Regions from separate parts of the Oryctolagus cuniculus genome. Here region 1 is linked to region 2. A link is a contact called in public Micro-C data. All regions are on one chromosome and are shown on one strand. The core of a region is the stretch at or near the end of the contact, and the rest is flanking DNA. Distances in the headings are between cores, read along the strand shown.

Region 1 (4,923 bases), core at 31-2,530, 150 kb after region 2:
CGGTCGTTGTGGTCGGAAAAAGCTCCTGGCTCCTATCGGCACAGTTCCGGTCGTGTGGTCAATTGGGGAGTGAACCAGCGGATGGGAAGACCTCTCTCTGTGACTCTTTCAAATAAAATAAATAAATCTTAAAAAAAATAAATAAAACAGCAAACACTAAAAAAATTGCTCCTTTCCCCTCTTTCGATCTCGGTATTTCCATAACTTGTAGGTGCTAACCTGACCAAAAGCAAAGGCTGACCTGGTCTAGGATGACAAGACTTACCTATCAACAGAGAAGCAAAGGTTCTTAAAGCAGACATAATGAGACAAGCCTTTGAAGAGAGTTCCGGGTTTTGCAATCACCGGTACGGTGTTTCTGTTTGGAAAGTTTAATTGTTCATCCGTGGTACAGAATGACAGTATTTATCTATCTCTTTTACTACCCTTTCGTGCCTGACCAGTGGGCAGCGTTTGCAAGAGAATTTTTCCCCCTTTCCCTTTAATGCAAAACTTAATCGCCAAACTCAGGATCATTTGCCTTTTGAGAATACATGGGAAGCAAAAACAGCACTAAAGGCTGAAAGCGAGGAAACCTAGAACTGCCTCAAGTCTCTGAGCGGGGCAGCGTCTAAGGCCGGCTCTGCACCGCGGCTCCTCCGGCTCCCACCGCCGCGGACACGAGGTTCCCGAGAGTCGGAGGAAATGAGCCGGGTTTATAAAGTGACGACTCGCGGTCGCGGTCGGAGGGGACCGACAAGGCCAGCCTTTTTCTTTTTTCTTCTTAGGTGATTTCACTCAATTAACTCAGGAATTATAATTTTTTAAAAAGCTTCTTGTTAAAGCTGGGACTTTTCTAAGAACCACATGCGAAAAGCCTTGTTTCTTCTGCACTCTGGATGGTTTCAGGTCGAACTCCTTAAACTGCTTCTGGAAATCCCCCCACGGGACTGTGGCTGTCTTTTAGGGCAACCTTAAATCTAGATCCATTCCTAACCAGTTTCTCCCTTCCTCACCAGCCATATTCTTTCGCTTCCCCAGTTTCCAATTTCCCAAATCTTCAACCTCTCCGAATTAGTCCAATCAAACTTTCCCTTCTTAGACCTCTTCCCTACGTTCTCACCAGGAAACTCCCAGGAGAATCACGTGGCCAAGTTTGTCCTTAACGGCGCTCCGTAGTTCTACTACTCCACCGCCCTCCCCTAGCCGCTGCCAGCTTCGCCCCGCCCCATTCTCGCTCCCCTACCCCCTGCGAAATGCTTGCGCCTGCGCATCTCCAATTCAGGCGCTTTCCCTTTCCTGGCGACCAATCCACTTCCTACCTCCGGTCCTCGAAACACTCCTCCCCTCTACTGGGGCCCTGGCTAGAGGCGCTGGTAGTCGCTGCCCAGTTGATTGCCTGTCTGAAAAAGTCGCTTCTCTCTTCAACTGGGGAATTTGAACGAGCCGCTAAATGAGCGGCACCAACACGAGCCTTTGCTCTAGACCTTTCACCCCGGAGCCAAGCTGAGGGCATCGGCATGCGGGAGGACGGGCGGCCCGGAGCGTTTTCGATCCGGCACTCTCGCGGACAGCTTCTTCCTTTCCCCCCTCCCTCCGCCCCGCCCCCACCCTCAGCCCGGCCGCGCTGGTGAGTGGCGGGCGGGAGAGCGGGCGGGCGGAGGGAGGAGGGGGAGCTGAGGGAAGGCGGGCCCTCGGCTGCGAGAGAGGTGGGGGGAGGGGAGGGGAGAGCCCGAGCGCTGGAGTTGGTGCTGGGAAACCCGGGGCTAATGTTGACAACAGGCTCGAGGTGAGTCCCGGGGAGCCTCCTGCCTCTCCGCGCCAACGACCGGGAGGAAGTAGGGCTGAGGGCGGCTGGGGGGGGGGGCACCGGCCTGGACTCCTACTCCCTGGGGGGACCCAAAAGGCGACTCCGTACCTCAGCTCTCCGGGGGCGGCGAGCAGTGGAGGGACCGTGTGGGTCCGGCGTCGCCCTCCTCAGACCCCCTCTCCCGGAGGCTTCCTTCAACGCGGGAACCCCGGGCCGTGGCAGGCATGGGGAGCGGGAGAGGAGGTGCCTGCCCCACATGCCTGGGCCGGGCCTCGGCGCTGGAGGCGGGGAGCCTGCCGTGGCCGGGTTGAAGGTGTTTGGGGGCGTGGAGTGAAGCGAGGGGAGGCTGGGGGACGCGCCTGGGGGAGCCGGGAGGACGGCTAAGGCAAGGAGGTGGGCAGGGTGCGTGAGTGGGAGGAGGTGCTGCGGGGCGGGCGTGCGGGACGCGAAGTTAGGATTGGGGCAAGGGTGTCCGGCGAAGGTGACTGTGGATGGCCGAGGGGAGGGGGGGCTTGTGGCGGGCGAGCGGTGTGGGGCCCGAGCTGAGGTTCGGGACAGAGGTGTGTGTCGGGGACGGGGTCCTGGGCGTCTTGGGATGTGGGCGTGGGTGTGTGGTTTACTTCCTTGTAGTCCCTCGGGCTGGTTGATTCTGCGCTTCGCCCTCACCCCCAGGACTCCAGGTGCTTCCTTGTTAGTACCGTGCAACTAAGGAGGTGATCCCGGGGTGGCATTGGGTCTCCAGCTCGGCGGAGCGGGGGCCCGCTTTCACATTTGGGGGAACACACGGGAGCGACTGGGCCCTCGGCTCCTTGGCTCCTGATAGGATTTGTACCCAAGTGGAGCGATCGCCGACCCTTGTCATGTATCACGGTCTTTTTCGGTTGTTTTTAAAAATCCGACCAATTGGCAAAGAATACCGTGTTTGATGACATGTCTCAAAATTTTGGGTTAGCCGTTTTCTCCAAGGACACCCTTTTAAAGGGGGAGATAATGCCCTTAGAACATTTTGAATAGCAGGAGTATTTTCAGAGCAGTCTAATTGTGATTTCACACACAATCCATATGGTACTTGCAAACGAGTATCTTTAAAAGAGAAACACTCCAATTCTCTGTGCTTTCTCCGTTAGTCCCACTTTTACTAGTCAAGACGTTTTACTTTGTTTTGGAAGTTCAGAGTATATTTTTTAAAAAAAGCAAAATAATACAGCCCAAGTGTCAAGACACTATTTTGGGAGCTAGAAGGTGGTTTTTTAGCATAGGTTCCTTCTCAGGACCATCTGAATGTAACTGTGCTCAGTGAAATAATTTCTAAGCGCTGATATTCCAATTAAAAGATCACTAATTTGTATCTTGATTATTTTAAGTTATTTTGAGAGGAATCTGAAGATTTTACTGGAAAAACTTGGAGGCATTTAGTTTACATGAAATGCTTGAGTAGCAAAGTTTGAATTAAAAAGTCTAGTGCTTTATTATGTAATTTAATGAATGGTTCACTTAACGTGATATGGCTCTGAATCCTGTCATTTGCCATATGTTTTGCTTGCTTTCTTAAATCTTAGGGCCAGTATTTGTAGTAGAAAAGAGTGCTGGCAGTGAGTCCTGGTCCAGTCACTAAACTAGTTGTATAATTTTGGGCAGAAAATACTGCTACCAACCAAGTCAATGTAAAAATAGAGAATTGGGGTAGATAGAATCTAATGGTCTTACCTTTAAAAATCTCTCATCTGATGAACTTGTCAGTGTTCTGTGTCAAAGAGAACCAGTATTTATTGGATGCCTCCCTCATGCTAGCTACTGTGTTAGCATTTGGGAACTCAGAGAAGCAGCCATTTCTCCATTTTGTCCAGTAAATAGACGTAGAAACGAAGTTGCTTGGTATCAGTAACTTCTCGATCCCAGAGTTGGGGTGCAAACTTTTACTGACTTCAAAGACCGCACATGTTGTTTTCACAAGTTGCACGGAATGCTGCCTCCATGTGAACTGTTAGTTTTTTGTAGTTGTTCCCTGAGATCTTGTTCCAGATATGCTCGGAGGGTATGTCTGTAATAGAGTGATGAAGTGATTTAAAGAATATATCAGTACAGGGATGGGCTTTTGGAGCAGGGGCTGCTCACATCCCTATCACAGTGCCTGCTTTGAGCTCTAGCTACTTTGCTTTCCATCCAGCTCCCTGCTGGTGTGCATCCTGGGAGGCAGCAGGTGATGTCTTAAGTACTTGGGCTCCTTCCGACCCACACAGGAGACCTGGATGGAGTTCTGGCCTCCTGGTTTTGGCCTAGCCCAGCCCTGGCTGTTGCACGATTTGAGGAATCAAGAGGATGGAAGATCTCCCTGTCTCTCTGCTTTTCAAATGAAATTAAAGTAAATAAATAAAAATTTTAAAAGTGAAGAGGGAAAAAAGGGCCACCCTCCAGAAAGAATATGTCAGGACTGAGACACTTGAGGGTCTTAATGAGAATCTTTTTTTTTTTTTTTTTTTTTTTTTTTAAAGAAACTGTTTATTTACTTATTTGAAAGGCAGAGTGACAGCCAGACAGATCTTCCATCTCACGTTTCACTTCCTAAATGGCCACCATGGCCAGGGCTGTGGTGAAGGCCAAGCTGAAGTCAGCAGCCAGGTATTCCCTCTGGATCTCCCACCTGGATGGCAGGAATTCAAACACTTGAGCCAGCATCCACCACTTCCCAGGTGCATTAGTAAGGAACTGGATCAGAAGTGAAGCAGCTGGGACTTGAACTTGGCACTCCGGTGTGGGATGTGGGCATCCCATGTGGCTGCTTAACCAGCTGCGCTGTACTACTACCCACTGGAGAATCTCTTTTATGTGCTCTAGAGCAGGATTTGTTTGCTAATTCTACTAGTTTATTTCCTGTAGTAGGTACTTAATATTTATTGCATAAATGCATGTTGCAAATAATTAGAACAGTTTGGGATTCTGTTTAGGTAATACATGAAGATGATGCTGTGTGATTTAGTCAGATACCAGCTGAATTTCTTAATATTTTCAAAGAACTTAAGATTTTATTTTATCTCTGTGAGGCAGTTAAAAATTCTGATGCCATTCTTTTGATCCTCTGAGAACTGTAGTTTGTTGTGATCTTGAGATGTCAGTTAATGATGCTTCATGTTAGA
Region 2 (5,326 bases), core at 1,882-4,381:
AGGCCACACCCTTGTTTTGGAGTTACACCAACTTTCAAGTCTGAGCTGAATCTGTCTCTCCCTCCACATTTCATTATCCCTTGACGGGATTCAAAACACCACCTGTTTGATTCCACTCTCAATTCTTTGCCTACTCTTCCTATTTACCAGGTCCACAACTCTTACAGATACTAGTGGACATGAAGTTAGATTCCACATGGCACTCAGGAGTCACCCGGTTCTACAATCACACTTGGGGTCATCCTAATGACAGTACCTTGTCAATCAACAAGGATGCCAAGGTGATTCCACTAAGAACCAAAATCCTACGAAGGGGAAAAGACAGAAAAGAAGAAAAAAAAAATCATAGTACAACAGTATAACACGGCAAGTGCTGTACCAACTGCAGATATGGCAAGCGTTACCAAACACAGAGAATACAGGAATTACGCCTGGCCATACACAAGCCATTGCCAAGCAAGCTTTACGTGGAGCTAGTGAGGCCCTCCAGAGTGACCGTGCAAGTGAGGGCCCAATGAGGCCAGGCTGACAGACTTAAAGGAACTAAATGATCCCCACCTTGTAACTAACGTCAAGCTGGTAAGTTTTTTTCCCTCAAAAACTGTGCGTAACATCCCCAGCACCACCAGTCTGTTCAGGTTTTGCCTCGCTTGGAGCCCCTCTCCAGGCCACTCTGGCTGGAGGTCTCTCATAAATCTTGCTTTTAAATGTTAAAAAACCTGAATGACAAAGCATCTATCTATCGCATCAACTGGATATATTTTTTGCATACAAGCAAGATACTCTAATGGAATTTTAGATGTAAAAGGGGCCCTTGGAACACTATTTACCATAACCTTCATGTTCTGGGGGTGGGGGTGGGGATTCAGATTTAGGAAGGTAAAGTGGCAGTACCAGTCACCTGGCTAATTATTCTTCAGCCTGAGTCAAAGTCCTAGAACTTGCCAAAAACTAAACTTGCATAATCATCTCTGAGTTGTGATTAATAAACACCAAACCATAATGCTGAGCTGATAACTGCAATACGCCCTTGTTGGCAGGAAAGCTGACCCTGGCCACAACACAGCTCCACCTGACTGGCCTGAGTGGTGGACGGACCCTCTGCCGTATGTTAGGTTCTTCTGCTGGCACCCCAGGGCTAAGCAGACCAAAGAAAGGGTTTAAAGACAGAGTGAGAATGGTGTGGGGTTTATTCGGACCAGAAAAATCTTACCCATTGGATCATTTCTTTTTCACTCTTAGCTTCCTATGAATGGTACACATTTTAAGCAAACAAAACCTGTTTATCCTCCAAGGGGCTTTTCTTAAATCTCAAAAGTAACAAGCGACATTTTTGTGTGTTTACTATGTGCTAGAAACAGACTCAAACCTTTTTAATGTTTCATCTTATTTAATTCCCAGGATGATCCTATTATTTTCTCGGTTTTCCAGATGAAGCTTAGGGAGATTAAGCAATTTGCTCAAGATGCTGGTGGAACAAGACCTGGAAGCCAGGCACAAGGCTTTGACTTCAAAGCCCAATTTTTAACCCCTACATGCTTGTGCTGGTTGATGCAAAAAAAAAAAAGAAAAAAAAAAAAACCTGCACCAGCAGCTACCAAAGTTGTTTGCAAAGAAACCCCTGGTGGTTTTAAAGAATATTCGTGTGAAAAGCTCTGCCAAGGCCACAGATGTATCTTCACTGACACCAATACAAAAGAAAGAACCTCAACCATCACCTCAGATCCAAAGCCCACTTTCCATTCTGCAAGTTAACCAAGGGTTGGGAGTATCAGCTAGGGAGAGAACTTGTGACAGTGCAGGAAGTACCTGCTCCTCCCTTTGTTTTGGGGTGAATCCGTCTATCTTCAAATGCAAACATTATCTGCCTCTGTGCTACCCTGAACTCCATCACTACTCATACACTAGCGTCGCTGAAAGCAGAGCCCATGTCTGAATAACAAGATGAAAAAGAACTGTCTCTTTAATAATCCCCCTGTGCCCTTCCAACGCCTGAGAATCAACCCCCCATCTCTGCAATCACATTCTGCATCCAATGGCCGGGATGAAAAGTTAAGAGTAGGCGGTGTCCCAGTGACAATGCAGGCCTACGAGGGAGTGAGCAAAAGCCAGCTCTGTCCGTGTTAGCGACTGATCGCTTCGGATCAGACCGGGGGTTACGACCCTAGCCGCCTTGCCTACACCACCTTGACTCTGGAACGAAGGATGCCTGTCATGCCTACCAGCGACGGACTCCCTGTTCTAGGCCCGAGAGCTCCAAGACAAATCCCGTCTCATAACAACGTCCACCTGCCCTGCACACACACAATCGCGCTGCAGCCTCACAACAGACGCAGGGCTGGGTCTGTCTGCCGGGATTGTAGTCATTAGACCGTGGCGGCAAGCAATGAAGTCACGCGACGCGCTGGTCAGTGACAAAGCCACGACCCCTCGGGTCTCCCGAGCGCCTGGCGCTCCAGGGCAATTCTCACAAGTCGCGATGCGTCAACGACGCTAATCCACAACGCACCCTGCCTCCGACCCTCGCTCACCACGACCTAGCCCCCTTCCTCCCCGGCACACGCTCGGCCTCGCGACAGAACGCATGGCGCCATTCACCTCCCCTGCAAGTCGACATCGCGACACTGTCGCACCCATCCAGTCGCTATAAGGCCCGCGTTGTATTATTGTTATTATCGTTATTTTGACGGAGAGAGGACGCACTCAACGTGGCAGTTCCCTTTTTGCCAGTGGCCCTGGCACAACCCCCTCCTCCCGGCTTACCTCTTGATGGTCAGGCTTCGGAAGAGCGGGTACCAAGCGGAGAACTGACAATGCAGCACTTGCTCCTTCTTCATCCTCCAGCTGCCGCAGCCGCTGCCTTAACCCGCTCCTGCCAGCTCTCTCCCGGAACCCTGGGCTCCGCTGCCGGAAGTGCCGCCGAGCTATTTTGGTTCAAGGACTCTTCCGGTCTGCAAACCAAGTAGGAAGAAGAAAAAAAGAATCAGAGGAGGAGACTCGTCGGGAGTACTCTCAGTGAACACACACACACTTGCGTACACGCAAAGACTGTGGGTCCCGATAGAGGAATTGCCAAGGGTTGGGAGAGAAAGTTGCAGAAGTTTACAGCTCTCCTTCCGGAGGCGCTCGCTGACCCGGAAGGTAATCAGCTAGAGGCGAGGGCAGTGGCGAGGGCTCTACGGGTGCCGAGAGGAGGGCGCGCGCCCATCCTTGTAGCACCGCGAGAGGCGCCGGTGTCCCTAGCCGTGGCACCGGCATCTGCTGAGGCTGCTCCCTCCGACTCGTCCTTTCTTCTTTCGTTCCCCTTCCCTTCTTCACCTCGCACCTTGGAGGAGGTAACTGGTTGCGGGCCAAGCCTCTGGGGAGGAGAGGGATAGGAGGGAGTATGCACATCTGGATGGTGCAGACCGAGCAGGCAGCGGCGCGCGCGTCTCCCGGGCTGCGTGCGGCTGGACTCGCGTCCCGGCGCTCCAGGGGAAGACGACCAGGGTTTGGGGTGGAAGCGCCTAGGCTACTGGAGGAACGAAACCCGCAGTTAAGGGTTTGACTGTGATGTTTGAGGCACCTGCTAGGAGAATGGCCCCCTGTTCGTGCTTGGGTGCGGGGTGTGAGAAGCAGAGGGAAGCGATCCCGCCTGTGCGATCCAGGGAGGGGTTCAACTTTGCGGGTTTAAAAAAAAAAAAGAGAGAGAGAGAGAGAGAAATTTGAGAGACGGAAGAATCGGGAACGCTGTCTCTTGGAGCGTAAAGTTCTTTTAGTCCGGACCCGCAGAAGTCAGCCTGGAAAAAACACAGCGAGATTTTTATTATCAGTATCCCAGCAATGATGGACGCCTAAGACAGGCAAAGTTCTAGCTGAATTTGTAATATCACTCATTTTCTCCACGCCATCACCTTGCAGAGTTTAGTTTTGTTTCTTTAAAAGAATGAGAACTCACTAGCAGAGAGACTTGTTTTCATCAGCCTTGGACTTAGCCCGCTCACCTGGGTCCAGGGGCGCGGATTTCAGGTGTCTGCTTAAAATTGCATGCTCTCACTGATTCTCCTAAACAGTTGTAAAAATTGATAGTCCCACCGACAGCTTTAGAAAGCTGTCCATTGGGATGAAAAACGGATCTGCTGCTTCTTTGGAGTTACAAATTCTTCAACCCACGTTGCTTCACGTTGTGTTTTTCTCAGAAATGTTACTGGCTAAGTGGTTAGTTGGCAGCCCTATTTGAAAGGATACATTTTCAAAGCGGAGATAAATAGATTATAATGTTGCACCGTGTAATGGTGGGGGCTGCGCGGTAATGGTTCCTTTACAAGTTGTTTTTTTTTTGTTTTTTGGTTTTTTTGTTTTTGTTTTTTTGACAGGCGGAGTTAGACAGTGAGAGAGACAGACAGAGAGAAAGGTCTTCCTTCCCTTGGTTCACCTCCCAAGTGGCCACTATGGCCGGTGCATTACAGCCGGCCCGCTGCGCCGATCCAAAGCCAGGAGCTAGGTGCCTCTTCCTGGTCTTCCATGCAGGTGCGGGGCCCAAGTACTTGGGCCATCCTCCACTGCACTCCCGGGCCACAGCAGAGAGCTGGACTGGAAGAGGAGCAACCGGGACAGAATCCAGCGCCCCAACTGGGACTAGAACCTGAGGTGCCGACAGCGCAGGCAGAGGATTAGCCAAGTGAGCCGTGGCGCCGGCCTGGAAGTGTTTTTGACGTCCAGGATGGTGCAGTCCTTTTTGTTTTGAGGGGATTAAAAAGAAACATTTCATATGTTCTGCAGGAGTAGTGTCAGACTAGCAAATTGAAAAGAGAGGATGTCAGACATTAGTGGTCACTCAAATACCTGTTTTGTCCTGGAAATTAAGAAGTTGTAACTAAAGCTAATTATAGCACCAGAGTGGTGCATCTGGGCAAGATATTTTCTGTTGAAGATAGGAGAAAATAGGTACCAGCCAAGAAAACATCTGGATGTAGAAGTTGAGGCCACTTGCTAACCTTTAGAAGAGAACTGCAGGGGTTTTTTTGTTTTTGGTTTGTGTGTGTGTGTGTGTGTGTGTGTGTAGAAAAGCAACTAAGTTTGTAAACTTAGATTTTACAGGGAAGGAATTTGATATGGGTTCATCTTATTCAGGTTTATATGCTTTAGGTTGCTCCTTTGACTTTTCAGTATTGCTTATAGTTTTTAAGTAACTTGTTCACATTTAAGGAGCATCAAATAATATTACAAACTGGAAGCACTTTTGAATGGATACAGCTGAGTTAGTTTTCACTGCTTTTTTTAAACCACCATGTTCTCGTTTAGTCACAAAGTATTATATACATCAAATTGCTTCAATAAAACCTTT

Evidence for each region. Hi-C and Micro-C count contacts between places; a contact is called where the count stands out from the background.
Region 1: a Micro-C map of ear pinna shows a contact between it and region 2, with 8 times the contacts expected there. The contact joins the promoter of UPF2 here to the promoter of NUDT5 in region 2. A contact is called at or near these places in 2 of 6 Hi-C or Micro-C datasets (ear pinna and an unstated tissue).

Annotation. Positions count from the first base shown.
Region 1 is chr13:71,004,044-71,008,966 of mOryCun1.1, forward strand. UPF2 (UPF2 regulator of nonsense mediated mRNA decay) reads left to right here and starts at 1,281. Exons shown (of 22, transcript XM_008268086.4): 1 at 1,281-1,609. LOC103350899 (a long non-coding RNA gene) reads right to left here and starts at 2,039. Exons shown (of 4, transcript XR_518745.4): 1 at 1,898-2,039; 2 at 266-358.
Region 2 is chr13:70,852,476-70,857,801 of mOryCun1.1, forward strand. NUDT5 (nudix hydrolase 5) reads left to right here and starts at 3,132. Exons shown (of 9, transcript XR_011381571.1): 1 at 3,132-3,335. It overlaps CDC123 (cell division cycle 123), which reads right to left and starts at 3,158. Exons shown (of 14, transcript XM_070055718.1): 1 at 3,040-3,158; 2 at 2,764-2,951. The coding sequence starts at 2,837.